2 separate regions of the Gossypium raimondii genome follow, and region 2 is linked to region 1. A link is a contact called in public Hi-C data. All regions are on one chromosome and are shown on one strand. The core of a region is the stretch at or near the end of the contact, and the rest is flanking DNA. Distances in the headings are between cores, read along the strand shown. Region 1 holds the start of LOC105763890 (CMP-sialic acid transporter 1). Region 2 holds the start of LOC105763896 (rhodanese-like domain-containing protein 4, chloroplastic).

Region 1 (2,822 bases), core at 79-2,578:
ACAAAGAGATATTTCATTTTTAACTAGTTTTCGCTTCTCGCCTTCCCATCCCGAAAATTCTCCAACAATATACAAAGCATTTTATTCACTTAACTCACTGCAAAGAAGACCATCATATTAACTAGTTCTTCCAACTTCTTTCTCATTCAATTTCTCTATAGTTATTCCAAATCTAGCAAAACCATTGCTTGATTTCTCATTTCTCACATGGGATTCAAGTTTTAACAAATCAAAATACATTACAGGCTAATTTTCCAACACTTGAGAAATATCAATCCCAAATCAAAGTGTAACTAGTCTTCCAGTGCAATTATCATTCATAACATCTTAACCAGCCACAAACTTGCATCGATAACCGCTGCAGCGCAAATCACAGTGCGAAAAACATAAACAGTTAGTTTTGAATCCGGAGTATACCTGACTTGTCGTTGTTCCAACAGCCAATAGAACAATCGCCATCCATTGTAGATTTGAAAGCTTCTTCTTAAGAAACAACCTAAAAAATCACGAAACAACAACAACATCAATGAGCAACCCCAGTTTTGTACATTAAAAAAAAAGTTCCAAAATACAGAAATTAATAGTAAGCACACACCTGAACAAAATCCCAGTAGTGACAATCTTCAAATTACCCATTATCTGATACGTCGATGTATCAACATACATAAGAGTAGCAAACTGTACATTATTATGGATCAAGTAAATAACTGAAGGAATAGGAAACAATCTAACACTCTTCCAATCCGTTGTCATTTTCGGCGGCGGCGATTTCTTTCGTTCTCTCCATAGAAAAACACTTGATACGATAAGCTTTAAAAAAAACAAATCTATATTTAAAAAAAATAACAAGCCATCTTTAGATCTAAATTAAGAAAATTCAAGTGAAATTTTTAAGGAAAAAAAGTTACCTTAAAGACCTCAGCAAGGAAAGGGATGGTGGCGTAATCGTATTTATATTTGCCATTGGTCTGTGATAGAGTTGTTAATATCCCCTGCAAAATGTAAAAGATGAATGTATAGATCTGATCGTAATTTTATAGAGTGGGATAAGCAAAATGAAAAAAAAAAAGGGGGGGGGGGAATTAGGGTTTGAGGTTTACTAAAAACCTGAGAACTGGTGAGGATGGTGAGAAGAGAAGCTACTAAGTACCACTTCATTATCTTTTTTTTCTAAAACAGTGAGAGGGAAGCAGTTGAACCAGTGTCAGTGAGTTGACGAGGGAGAAAGAATAGAGAGAGACGGGATCGTTCGAGCTACTCAGTGATCCAACTGATACAAGGTCAGAACGCCGTCGTTCCTCCTGTGGTGTTTAATTTCTGTTAGCTGTCGAACTCGATTTGATTAATCAACGTCCGAACTCAGTTAAACTTGATTTAGTCATAAAAAATTAATAATCAAATCATTTAACTAAAATCTAAAAGTATTTAAACTCAAAACAACTCAAAATGGTAAATTGAATTAAATTTAAATCTCCAGTTTCTAAATTTAAAATCATGGAATAATCCAAAAATTTTAAAAACTGATTTAATGTATCAATTTGGTAAAAAATTTCTTTAGTCCTTTCTAATTTCGACTTTGAGTAGAACAGTCCGTATTAAAAAAATTAAAGTAATCCATAATATAATAATTTGAATTGATATAATTAAAATTTTAATTTTCAATATTTATATATTTTATTATTTTTATCTTTATTTTAAAAATTCGAGAAATTTAATCTCAATATCTATACATTTATAGGTAATTTTGTTAATTAACATCAAATTGATAAATTGATAAAGGATATTAACTAATTTAAACAATTTTGAAATTAAAAACATTAACATTTTAAAATTAATTTACTCAATTTCGAATAAAAATATTTTTACCTATTAATCTAAAAATTTACTTTCTGCGAGAGATTAAAATACCTCATTTGTCTTTTTCGTTTGACATAATATTTCTACTAGATTTCATCGAATCCACAGTGAAAATGAGAAAGAATGGTAACAAATTTACATTTTAAAATTATTGAATAAGTGTTGGATCATATCTATGGTATGAAATTAAATTATTTTGGTTAAAATAATAAATAATGTACTATTAATTTAATCGGTAATTTCATAGATAATGGAATTGGAACTCGTAAAAACAAAACCATGGATAATAACATCCTTGAGTGTAATCATATCAAGCAGAGTCCAAACTTTGAAATTCAAGATTCTATAACTCAAAACATCAATTTCTATACTCTCGTTCAGCTCATAATCGAGCTAATTCATTCCTAATTAACCTTTTTATATAATAAGAAAAGATGTAATTTCATAATATAAAAAAATATATTAAAGTAAAAAAACCTCGATTAAACTCGCAAGACATTTGAATATTGCAGTGCTCGAATTCAGCCTAAGCTCGGCTCGATAATTACAAACAAATGGTTATTCGCATTGTTCCTTCATCCTTATTGGCACAACACGTGAATAAGTACAGTGTTTACATAGGAAACATTTGAAGCCATTATAAGACATTATACAGGCAGGCAGTGTCACGAGCCGAGACTCGGTCTCAGTCCGAGTCGGTGCAGCTCTCTGTGTACAAGTTTCTAAAACTCATTTATGAGAAACCAAATAAGAGTACTAAGAAAACTGTCCCTAGTTCACCTTCCTATCTGTTCCATTGCCTACAAAAAAAGAATAGCAACACACCTTCCTCATCATAAACATTTCAATCTGAATGGGGCACCATTTCAGTCTGATATTCTAATCTCAACCCCTAAAATGTCCTTCACCACTTCATATGTCACAAACGCGAGTGCTATCGATGGTACAACCTGGAAAACAAGAAA
Region 2 (2,980 bases), core at 461-2,960, 140 kb after region 1:
TACTATTAAAAACTAGTGTGGATAATAGAATTACCATATAGTGACACGCGACATGCCATGTATACCTCGTGCTGACTTACAGGTACCAATTTTTAACAGAATGACTAATTTGCTCTTTGATCTAACATACAAGGACTAATTTACCCATTTATTGAGTAGAGGAGACAAAATACAATACGACTTCCAATACAAAAGTCTCAATGATACTTCTACCGCTAGGAAGTTATATGTATATATATATATATACAAATTACATAGGCATAGGGTTAAAAAATCTTACTTGTCGATAAACAAGGTGAATTGGAGCAATGGCAATGGAGATAAACAATGGGTTCATAACAAATTATAATCACAGCAATGTCATAAGCATATACTTGGATTTAGAAACAACGAAATACGATCATATTGATTGACAATTAAAAAAAAACAATGCATCTGAATCATTATATGCAGAAATTAATCGATAATATGGAGGCCTTTTATACTGTACCGGATTGTATTTTGCCCTCTTTACTAAAAAAATAAATAAATTAGTATTTGCAAGATAAGATCAAAGAACAAACTGATCCTTTTGTTAAAAATCCCATTTATTTTTACTGATATAAACATGTCCATGTCCAACTGTATGAACTACCTATGACAAGTCAAGTGTAACTGTCCAATTATTTTTTAGTCATGTCAATTTTATAAATTCTTTTAAAAGAAAATTTGTTATTCGAACTAACATACTAATTTGTCATTTTTAAGTAAAAAAAATGCAATTGGACTGTAACATATTTTTACCAAATTAATTATTACAAAACACCAATCAAATCACTATAAGCTCTCAATGGCATAACCAGTGGATTCTTAACTAATTATAATTCTAGCAATATAATTCATGCCAAAAATGCTAGGAAGTCATATATGTGTGTATATGTATATATATATACAAAGGCATGGGGTTAAAAATCTTACTTGTCTATGATAAACAAAGTGGTATTTTCCGGTTCCTTGAATTTCAAATCCAGTTTTTTCAAGAACCCAAGCTTGTCTTCACCATTAAAGGCAATTGATACAGGTTTCTTCCCAAAACCCTTTATATCAGGGCTGCCAACATCTTTAAACTCCTTGGGTCCTCTGATATCCAGCAACTGAGCATTAGGATCCTCACCCAGCTTACCATACGCACTCCTCGCGGTTTCAATTCCCCATGGTTTAGAACCCTTCAACACCTGAGACAAGATCAATGGAACCGCCAAAGCAACGGCACCACCGGCTACCACCGTGGGGTTATCGGATATGAAATTGACGACACTATCAAGAACCCCATCGGAGGAAAAGCTAGTTGTCGTCTGCTGTAGTGCTTCGTCGTATGATAAAGCTTTAGCTAAAGTAGTGGGGAAGACTGAAGATAATACAACTATACCCCCATGTAGAGCCGCCGGTGGGGTCTTGATGAAAGCTGGTGGAGCTTTGGGCGGTGAAGCAAATGATGCTGATGATGATGGGAAATTTTTGGGTTTGTAAAGAACTGAGAGTAGCGTAAAGGGTGATGGGTGGAGGACCTTCATGGCATAATTTTATAGTTGTCAAAGATATGGTGGAAAAGCTTGAACCATGGACAAAAATGGAGGGTTTGTTGAGCTTTTTTTTTTTTTTTTGGTGAGCTTTGGGTGCTGGAAGGTACTGGAGTGGACTGAAATATGAGATCGATGCCATTTATTGCATGACACATTGGAAGTGAAATCAAAGGAGCTTTTTTGATCATGTCCTTTAGCTTGGACATTTTTGGTCTTTGATCCCATTTGTGTGGTTGACAATTCTCTTGTAGAGAAACTCAATAGTACATCTGCAATACATTGGATTTATTTTTTTACAACAGATGTTCGTACTGTTGCAACAATTGTACTAGTACATTAGTGAGGGTTTCAATGTCAATGTGAGATTTGTTAGGGGGACAAAAATGAAATTTCCGCATTTTAAACAACGAAAGAAACAAAAAAGGTTAATTTCTTCAGATGTGCTCAAACCATGACTCAAATTTTATATTGGTACTTAAATTTCAAAAACCATCTAATTAGGGTTCTCAATATTAATACCCCTCAAAACCTGTTGTCCACTTAGTCATTAGTTTGGTCGCTAAATGGCAACTTCAATATGACACGGAGCATATTGGTAAATTGCACTTTACTCCCTTTATTCAAAAAATGAATAAATTAATCCCTGTAAATTATATAAAAGAGCAAATTGATCTTTGTACATCAAAATAAAGTACATATGCTAACTAATTATTCTACCAATCACATTAGTTTTAATAGTAGAAATGGATGAAATTTTTAACAAAAATTACTAGTTTGCTCTTTAACCTAATATCTGAGTCCGATTTGTCTATTTTTAAGTAAAAGAGACAAAATACAATCCAACTTCTAATACAGAGACTTCCATAGTTCTTTTACCAAAGTATATCATAAACACTCGCGTAACTACACAGATGGCTTAAATTCAACATAATAAAAGAATAATTCTTCTGTTTTAAATTTGCTCTAAATCATATCCAAACCGCTAATTAATGCTTAAATTCTCTGCTAAGCTAACAAAAACATCTTATTAATATAATACTAAAACTTTGAAAATACAATTAAGACATTTTAAAATTTATGGACGAATTTAGAATTAAAACAGTAGTTTAGGAACATGATGCAATTAACCCAAAAAAACTCATGTATGTGCTGGTCATAGATTGATTATATATCGGTGTCTGATTTGTCCAGTTACGGTTCAAACAATTACAAGTGGACCCAAAGTTGAAAATAAGTCCAATAATCAGTCAATTTCGATGTTGAAGCTTTAAAACATTGTTTTATATCTGGATCTTTAAACCAAAAATCACACCTTCTGGCCCAGATAAGGAGAGAACGAAAGCTAACGAAAGGCCTTTTTCTTTAGGGATAAACTTGGCAACATATTCCAATTTAATTCCTGAATTTTTTTATCCATA

Evidence for each region. A called contact is a pair of places that touch in the nucleus more often than the background predicts.
Region 2: a Hi-C map of leaf shows a contact between it and region 1, with 2.0 times the contacts expected there. The contact joins the promoter of LOC105763896 here to the promoter of LOC105763890 in region 1. A contact is called at or near these places in 2 of 2 Hi-C or Micro-C datasets (both in leaf).

The regions. Positions count from the first base shown.
Region 1 is chr12:36,613,637-36,616,458 of ASM2569854v1, forward strand. LOC105763890 (CMP-sialic acid transporter 1) reads right to left here and starts at 1,329. Exons shown (of 8, transcript XM_012582287.2): 1 at 1,108-1,329; 2 at 909-992; 3 at 596-810; 4 at 418-496. The coding sequence starts at 1,158. It overlaps LOC105763891 (mitochondrial adenine nucleotide transporter ADNT1), which reads right to left. Exons shown (of 8, transcript XM_012582289.2): 8 at 2,340-2,807. The coding sequence ends at 2,724.
Region 2 is chr12:36,752,797-36,755,776 of ASM2569854v1, forward strand. It overlaps LOC105763896 (rhodanese-like domain-containing protein 4, chloroplastic), which reads right to left and starts at 1,711. Exons shown (of 8, transcript XM_012582295.2): 1 at 958-1,711. The coding sequence starts at 1,553.